Regions from separate parts of the Mus musculus genome. Here region 1 is linked to region 2. A link is a contact called in public Hi-C data. All regions are on one chromosome and are shown on one strand. Each heading gives the region's core, a stretch centred on a gene start, on an enhancer-like site or on the middle of the called end of the contact. The rest is flanking DNA. Distances are from core to core; before and after follow the strand shown. Region 1 overlaps Rimbp2 (RIMS binding protein 2). Region 2 overlaps Rimbp2 (RIMS binding protein 2).

Region 1 (3,106 bases), core at 489-2,988, 66 kb after region 2:
GATGCCAGCCCACACACATGTACATACATGTACACACATGTACACACACACATGCATACAACAGACCCATTCTTGCTGGTTAGAACTTGTCACGTGACCCACCCAGACCCAAAGACTTCTACGAATGTGGTGGTCCTCTGAGAAACAAACAACTCCGTATCACTAATCCGGGCCAGTAGAAAGGGTGGGTTTCAATGCAGGGACAGAATATGCACACTGCAGGAGAGGCACCGGCAAGTATCAGTTACCAGCACTATTAGCCTCTGCGCCTGACTTTCTCAGTTTGGCTGTAAACAAGGCCTCTGTTTCCCAAGTACTGGGATTAAAGGCATGTTCCACCATGCTTGGCTCTTAAATTTTCAAATTTCTTGTATGAGAGAATATATTGTCCTTGTCTTTCATGTCTGTTTTATTTCACTGAACACAATCTCCTTCAGTTCCATTCACTTAAAATGTAGCCACCCATGGCTGCCACAGCAGGGGGCCAGGTGGTAGGGAGACCACCGCCACTTTCCATTCACAGGCTCAGGAAAGAGCGTGTAGCTGGAACTTAAATTGGGCAAGAAGTACTGCAGACATCAGAGAGGACAGAGATTGCATACAGTACACCATGGAAGCTCAGATACCAAACACAGAGGCGTGCCAGCACCGAGGGGCAAACGCACTGATTTCACGGCTTGATAATAAAGATCCCCAGACTACTGTGGCAAGAAAGAGCCAACCATCTCTTCTGCCAGCACCAGAACCAAAAGGTGTAGCAGGCAGCTGGCAAGGTGTTCAGAGGGCAGTTTCTGCCCGCCTCTGGGGTACATGCTTTCTGGAGACCCGGCTTATCCCCTCCCCCAACAATCAACTGCCAACGCCATTCTTAAAAATCCTTCAGGGCACATTTGAGCATCTTCAGCGTTTTGTGCCATCCGCTCCTCTGCTCTGCAGCCCTAAATAGACTTGCTTTTAACAGCACATCTGTGCTGCTTCTACTTGAGACAGCCCTGCGCCAGGCGCCCTGGCCTTTGAAACAATCAGTTCGCAGCAAGTCATCACCTCCCCCCCCCACCCCCCCCACCTCCGGCTCTGTGGGTTCAGTGAGGAGGTTTCCCCTTGTCTTACAAGCCACGGTAGGGGGAGGTAGAGTCTCTTATTCCCCCCCCCCGCGCCCCCCAGCAACACGAACTTGTTTATCCAAAGAGCGCCCTCCTGTCTCAGCATTAGATACCCAGTGGGGAACATAAATGCTGTTCTCCAAACCCTGCCGACAAAGCGCCCCCTGGATGGCTCAGGGCTAGAAAGGCACTCTGTAGCCTCACGGTTTTCTGCAAAAGGCCTGTGCCACCATGCCTGGTTTATTTGGTGCAACGGATCTAAAATCCACCTACCGAACCACATCCCCAACCCCTCAAGTGGTATTTTTAAACAATCATAGCTTTCTGGAGTTCCAAGGGAAGTGAAAGGGGGAGGTTTTCCTTCCAAACAGCATGATTTCTATCATTTCAGCACGCTGTACCTTAAAATTGTTGGTCATCCCATTCAGGCAACTGATCTCAGAGGAAAATGCCCAAAGGCTTCTTATTTCTCAAGAAGCCTTTTCATGAACAGAAATTTATACAGCAGCAGGCACTTTTATTTTTTAAAATAGCTGCTTTGTAAATGTCATGGCAAGGATGCTAAGCAGAGACAGAGGGAGCCTGGGACCTGTTTATTTCTATAAGAAGCAAAGAGCTAGAGCCCAGGGCAGGGCGGAGTCTCCCTCACTCCTTCTTGGGAGCCTCCTGCCTCCTGAAGGCTCCTCACTGAAGCTCCCTAGAGTGACTGTTGCTATTCTGTCTTCCAGAAAGCTCAGCCTGTTCCCATTTGGCTCCGCAACCTTCCTAATGCCGAGACTCTGTAATGCAGTTCATGTTCTGGTGACCCCCCCCCCAACCATAAAATTATTTTGTTGCTACTGCCTAATTGTAATTTTGTGACTGTAATGGGCTGTAATGTAAACACCTGTGTTCTCTGAGTGTATTTGGGGGTCGCAACCCACACTTTGAGAACCACTCCCTGCTCTACAGGGAAGCAAGCTCATAGATGGTTTCTTGTGTTCTCACCTCACTGATGGGATAGACAGACAGACAGACAGACAGGAAGAAAGACAGACAGACAGGTGGTGGTAGTGAGGATGTCAATGAGCACTGAGTTCTTCCACATGCCTGACAGAGCTCTGAACTCACCACATCTGAAGCTATTGCACCCTTACCACCTCTTGGCCGATCGTCTCCTCCTGGCTTTGTAGATAAGACAATAATACCAAAGTAAGCTTAGACATGGTCACCTGGTTAAGACTTGACAAGGGGGCGCAGGTGAGATGGCTCAGCGGGTAAGAGCACTGACTGCTCTTACAAAGGTCCTGAGTTCAAATCCCAACAACCACATGGAGACTCACAACCATCTATAATGGAATCTGATGCCCTCTTCTGGTATGTCTGAAGTCAGCTACAGTGCACTTATCTATAATAAAAAATAAATCTAAAAAAAAAAAAAAAAAGACTTGACAAGGTCTAGAATCACCTAGGAGACACACCTCTGGGCCTTTGTGTCCCAGCACTGACACAAGTAACTAACACTCGTGGGAACAATATGGAAGAGCAAATGCATTCACAACCTTCAGGCCCTGGAGCTGCCCACAATGCTGTTCCACCCAGGAACAGATGAAGTCTCCAAGCTGGCAGCTTCGCTTGGACAGAACCTAGAAATCAGTAGTATCTAGGCTGATCTTTTTCTGTTAGTCTTTCCAGAGCCCTGTCTCCTGTCAGTGTCCAGGTAACAGATTCCTAATGGCTTGAGTGGATTAGTTGAATTCTGAATCTGGAGATGGAAGCCAAGGGCACCTTTAAGGAAGTATAGAAACACCAGTCTTATCCTTCCCCTGAGAGAATAATCTACTGTAGTGAGTACACTACAGCTTTTGGAAAGGGCCATAATCGAAACGGTATATCTAGGGCTGGAAGACAGATGCAGGGTTAAGAGCCTATACTGCTTTTACAGAGGTCCTGAGTCCCATTCTAAGCACTCACAGGGAGGATTCACAACCCTCTGTGGCTCCAGGTTCAGGTGATCTGACTCC
Region 2 (3,116 bases), core at 278-2,777:
GGCGTCTGGTAGATGTCTACATGGAGGTTCATGTTTGAGAGACTGTGGTGGATGCTTCGGCAGACCAAGGTTTCAGGCTAATTTGGCTGGGGAGAGTTTGTCCATTCCATAAGCCCTTCCTGCCCTGCGGCTCCTCCCCGGCCCTTGGGAGGAATCCCAAGGTGGGGTGGCAGTGGTGTTATTACCTGGTCATGCTGCCGGGCCCTCAAGGGAAGGCCTTTCCAGGGGCTTCAGGTGATGCTCTCTCTGCACAGCGGCCTTTAGTTCATCATCCTGGAAACGAAGGAAAGGTTGTGGTGAGACAAGGTAGAGACTGGGGGATGAAGTTCTGGCTTAGAGACCAGCTCTAGGCTGGGAGCTAACCTGGCACCCTCAGCCAGACGGAACCCCCCGTTGTCTTTCTTCTACCTAAGCCACACATACCCCAGTGGCAGAATGGGACTGGACACCTGTACCATGATGTCACCTGACCATGGAACTGCTTTGGGTACAGAGGGGGTAAGGCTCTGCCACCTAGTCTTCTAGCAGCTGTAGAAAAGCCCAACTTGTTTTTCTTATTAAATTCCATTTGACTGGGTCCAATGGCTGCGACTGTCTAATTCAAGGCAGGAAATGCTGTTCCCCAAGACAGCACCAGGCAAAGAAAAAGGCATGCCCCCTCCTCTTCCTCCTACGGCCTTGTCTCCAAATCAGCCCAATCACAAACTGGTACTTAGAGGGCCACTTAGTCTCCACGGCAAGGGTCAGCCACAGAAAGAGGTGATGAAACAAAGACCAACCAAGAAAAGGCTGAGCGGTGTTGTTGAAGAACATGGGTGACAGTTAGGAATGAATGAGGAAGAAAGCCAGGTTAAGCCGGAGCAGGCTCCATGGCTGAAGCACATTGCTTACCCTCAAAGAAGCCCGGGGAAACATGAAAAGAAGGGGCACTGTGACCGTGTCTCCAATGCTGCTGTTTAAGCTGTACGGGCTCTGGCATTCCCTGCGGCAGCACAACACACATGTGATCCTGATGTGCGTCCATTGTAGCGCCTGGAGGCAGCTCAGCAAGTCCTCCCCATTATCCTACTAAACTCTTGGACAGCACGATGTACCCTAAAAGCCATCATGGGTGACACTAGAGAAAACTCAGGGAAGTCACCACCCTAATGAAACTGAGCCAAGACTACTGTATATAGGGGCTGTGTGTGCTTGGGACCAGAAGGCTTCTAGAATGTGTAGGCTTGTAGCCGCAACACGACAAACCCATCTCTACCAAGCAGCACGGAGTGACGGCCAAGCTGAGGATGCACAGAAAGAAGTGGTAGGGAGGCCTAGGGGTTTGATATCTGAGGCAGGGTTTCCTCAAGGAGAGGTCGACATTCCTGGACACCCCTGTCACCCATGTTCATGTGGCTCTGCTGCATGTCAGAATAGACCCCTGTGGAGGTGGGTGCCACCGGCTGCTGACCACAGCTGAGGGCTCGGTAATTAAGCTCAGCTACATACGCCCCCAGCCTGGAGTTGGAGAGATTGTGACTCACTCTCTGTCACGACTATGCCGAGGAGTGATTCGGGGAACAGGGTCCCTCCTCCCCCTGAGTCTCTTCTGACCTGGAATAGCATTGCAAAAAAAAAAAAAAAAAAAAAAAAATCAGGCAATCTGGCTTACACAGATTCCGTTGCTGCCTCGGATAGCTAATTCAGTCGTGTGTTTTTTCACATATGTGTGCATACAGGTAGAAGCAGGAGGATGACTTGAGCTATCACACATCGATAATTATCAGTTTGTTTTCTGAGGTACGGTCTCTCACTGGACTGGAGACTGCAAATGGGCTGGGCTAGTCAGCAAGCCTAAAGACTCCTCCCCCTCCCATCTCTACCTCTTCAGAACACGTATCTAGCATCTTTTTTTTTTTAATGCAGGTTCTAGGAATCGAACCCGGGGTCTCCATACTTGCTCAGCAGGTCCTTTACCCACTGAGCCATTTCCCTAGCCCTCAGAAGGTTAAAACTCTCCAGTGACACATGTAGTCAGAGTCTTTGATCTTTCAAGTTCAAAGGCCAACAGAGGAGCAGGTTCAGGATAAGCAGGCTGAGGGTGTGTAAGGGAGCACCCCCACATGAGACACGTATGGGGAGCCCCAAGGTCTACACTACAGATGGGAAATTACCATCTATGTATGCCATGCAGATGGGCACACAGCTATGAGGTGCAGCTGCAGGTAAGTGGTCAGAAGGTCTCAGGACTAGACTTGAGACCTCTGGGAATCCAATCCTGAAAGCTCCAAGCAAAAGCAGAATGGCTTTATCAAACCTTCAGTAATCATTGATATGCCCAGGAGGAAAAAGCCTGATTTGATGTTTTTCTGATGTGTTAAGAGAATTATGGGGGGGGGGGGGTGGAATTCCAATTAAGATGAAGGTGTGAGCCAAGACCTGCTCAATCGCCTGAATCTCAGATGCCCTCAAGGGACATGTAGGACGCTTGGTCCACATGCAAGAACATTCTAGAGTGGTGGTGAATGGTGTGTGTTCACTTCGATCAGTTGCAGCACAGCCCCAAGTGTAGGAGCCACTGAGGGAGAAGGGTGCCCGACGTCACCCGAGATGCTGTGCCTTCAGCAGCTGTGACCACGGTTTCTCTCTTGGGTTACTCATCTTTTGATATATGGTCTAGTGACTCAAATAAAAACATGCATAGCATATTTGTTCCCAGAATAGACACGTCTACTGGTTGGATTTGACTTGAAAGTGGGGCACTTTATTAGAGATGTCAGACAGAGACAGAATCCAAATACTGATGAGTGTGTGTGTGTGTGGGGGGGGGGGGGTGTTACAGACAGCTACTGGGCAGGAGCTGCAGGGAGAAAGGATAAAGGGTGCTGGGGTGAGCACCTGAGCCTGATGTGACCGTGGGCACTTCCTGCGGGGTGAACTGTATTCTCTCCAAATGTAGACCCAGGAGCCTCAATGTGACAATATGGCAATAAGTATAGACAGGGCTCTTGAGAGATCACTAAGATAGCCTTACAATCATGCAATCAATTATAATAATGCAAATACCTCTCCCTCTTCCTCTCCCCTTCTCCCCCTCCCTTTCGCTCTCTCCCTCCCCCTCTCCCTCTCTTCCCTTC

Evidence for each region. A called contact is a pair of places that touch in the nucleus more often than the background predicts.
Region 1: a contact with region 2 is called in a Hi-C map of cerebral cortex, with 2.2 times the contacts expected there. The contact joins two enhancer-like sites. A contact is called at or near these places in 1 of 15 datasets of contacts at CTCF or cohesin (embryonic stem cells), 19 of 484 Hi-C or Micro-C datasets (8-cell embryo, cerebral cortex, embryonic stem cells and 6 more) and 2 of 115 datasets of contacts at active chromatin or transcription factors (embryonic stem cells and neural progenitor cells).

Annotation. Positions count from the first base shown.
Region 1 is chr5:128,910,908-128,914,013 of GRCm38.p6, forward strand. The region is part of intron 1 of Rimbp2 (RIMS binding protein 2); the gene reads right to left. Among named protein-coding and RNA genes, the nearest start is that of Rimbp2, 41 kb to the right of the region's middle. Within about 2 kb of position 1,739, at least 11 of the 459 cell types and tissues checked have an H3K27ac peak or open chromatin away from gene starts, as enhancers often do. A contact at or near this core is called in cerebral cortex, where this site is marked.
Region 2 is chr5:128,845,399-128,848,514 of GRCm38.p6, forward strand. Rimbp2 (RIMS binding protein 2) reads right to left here. Exons shown (of 21, transcript NM_001378900.1): 2 at 186-273. Among named protein-coding and RNA genes, the nearest start is that of Gm34057, 29 kb to the left of the region's middle. Within about 2 kb of position 1,528, at least 19 of the 459 cell types and tissues checked have an H3K27ac peak or open chromatin away from gene starts, as enhancers often do. A contact at or near this core is called in cerebral cortex, where this site is marked.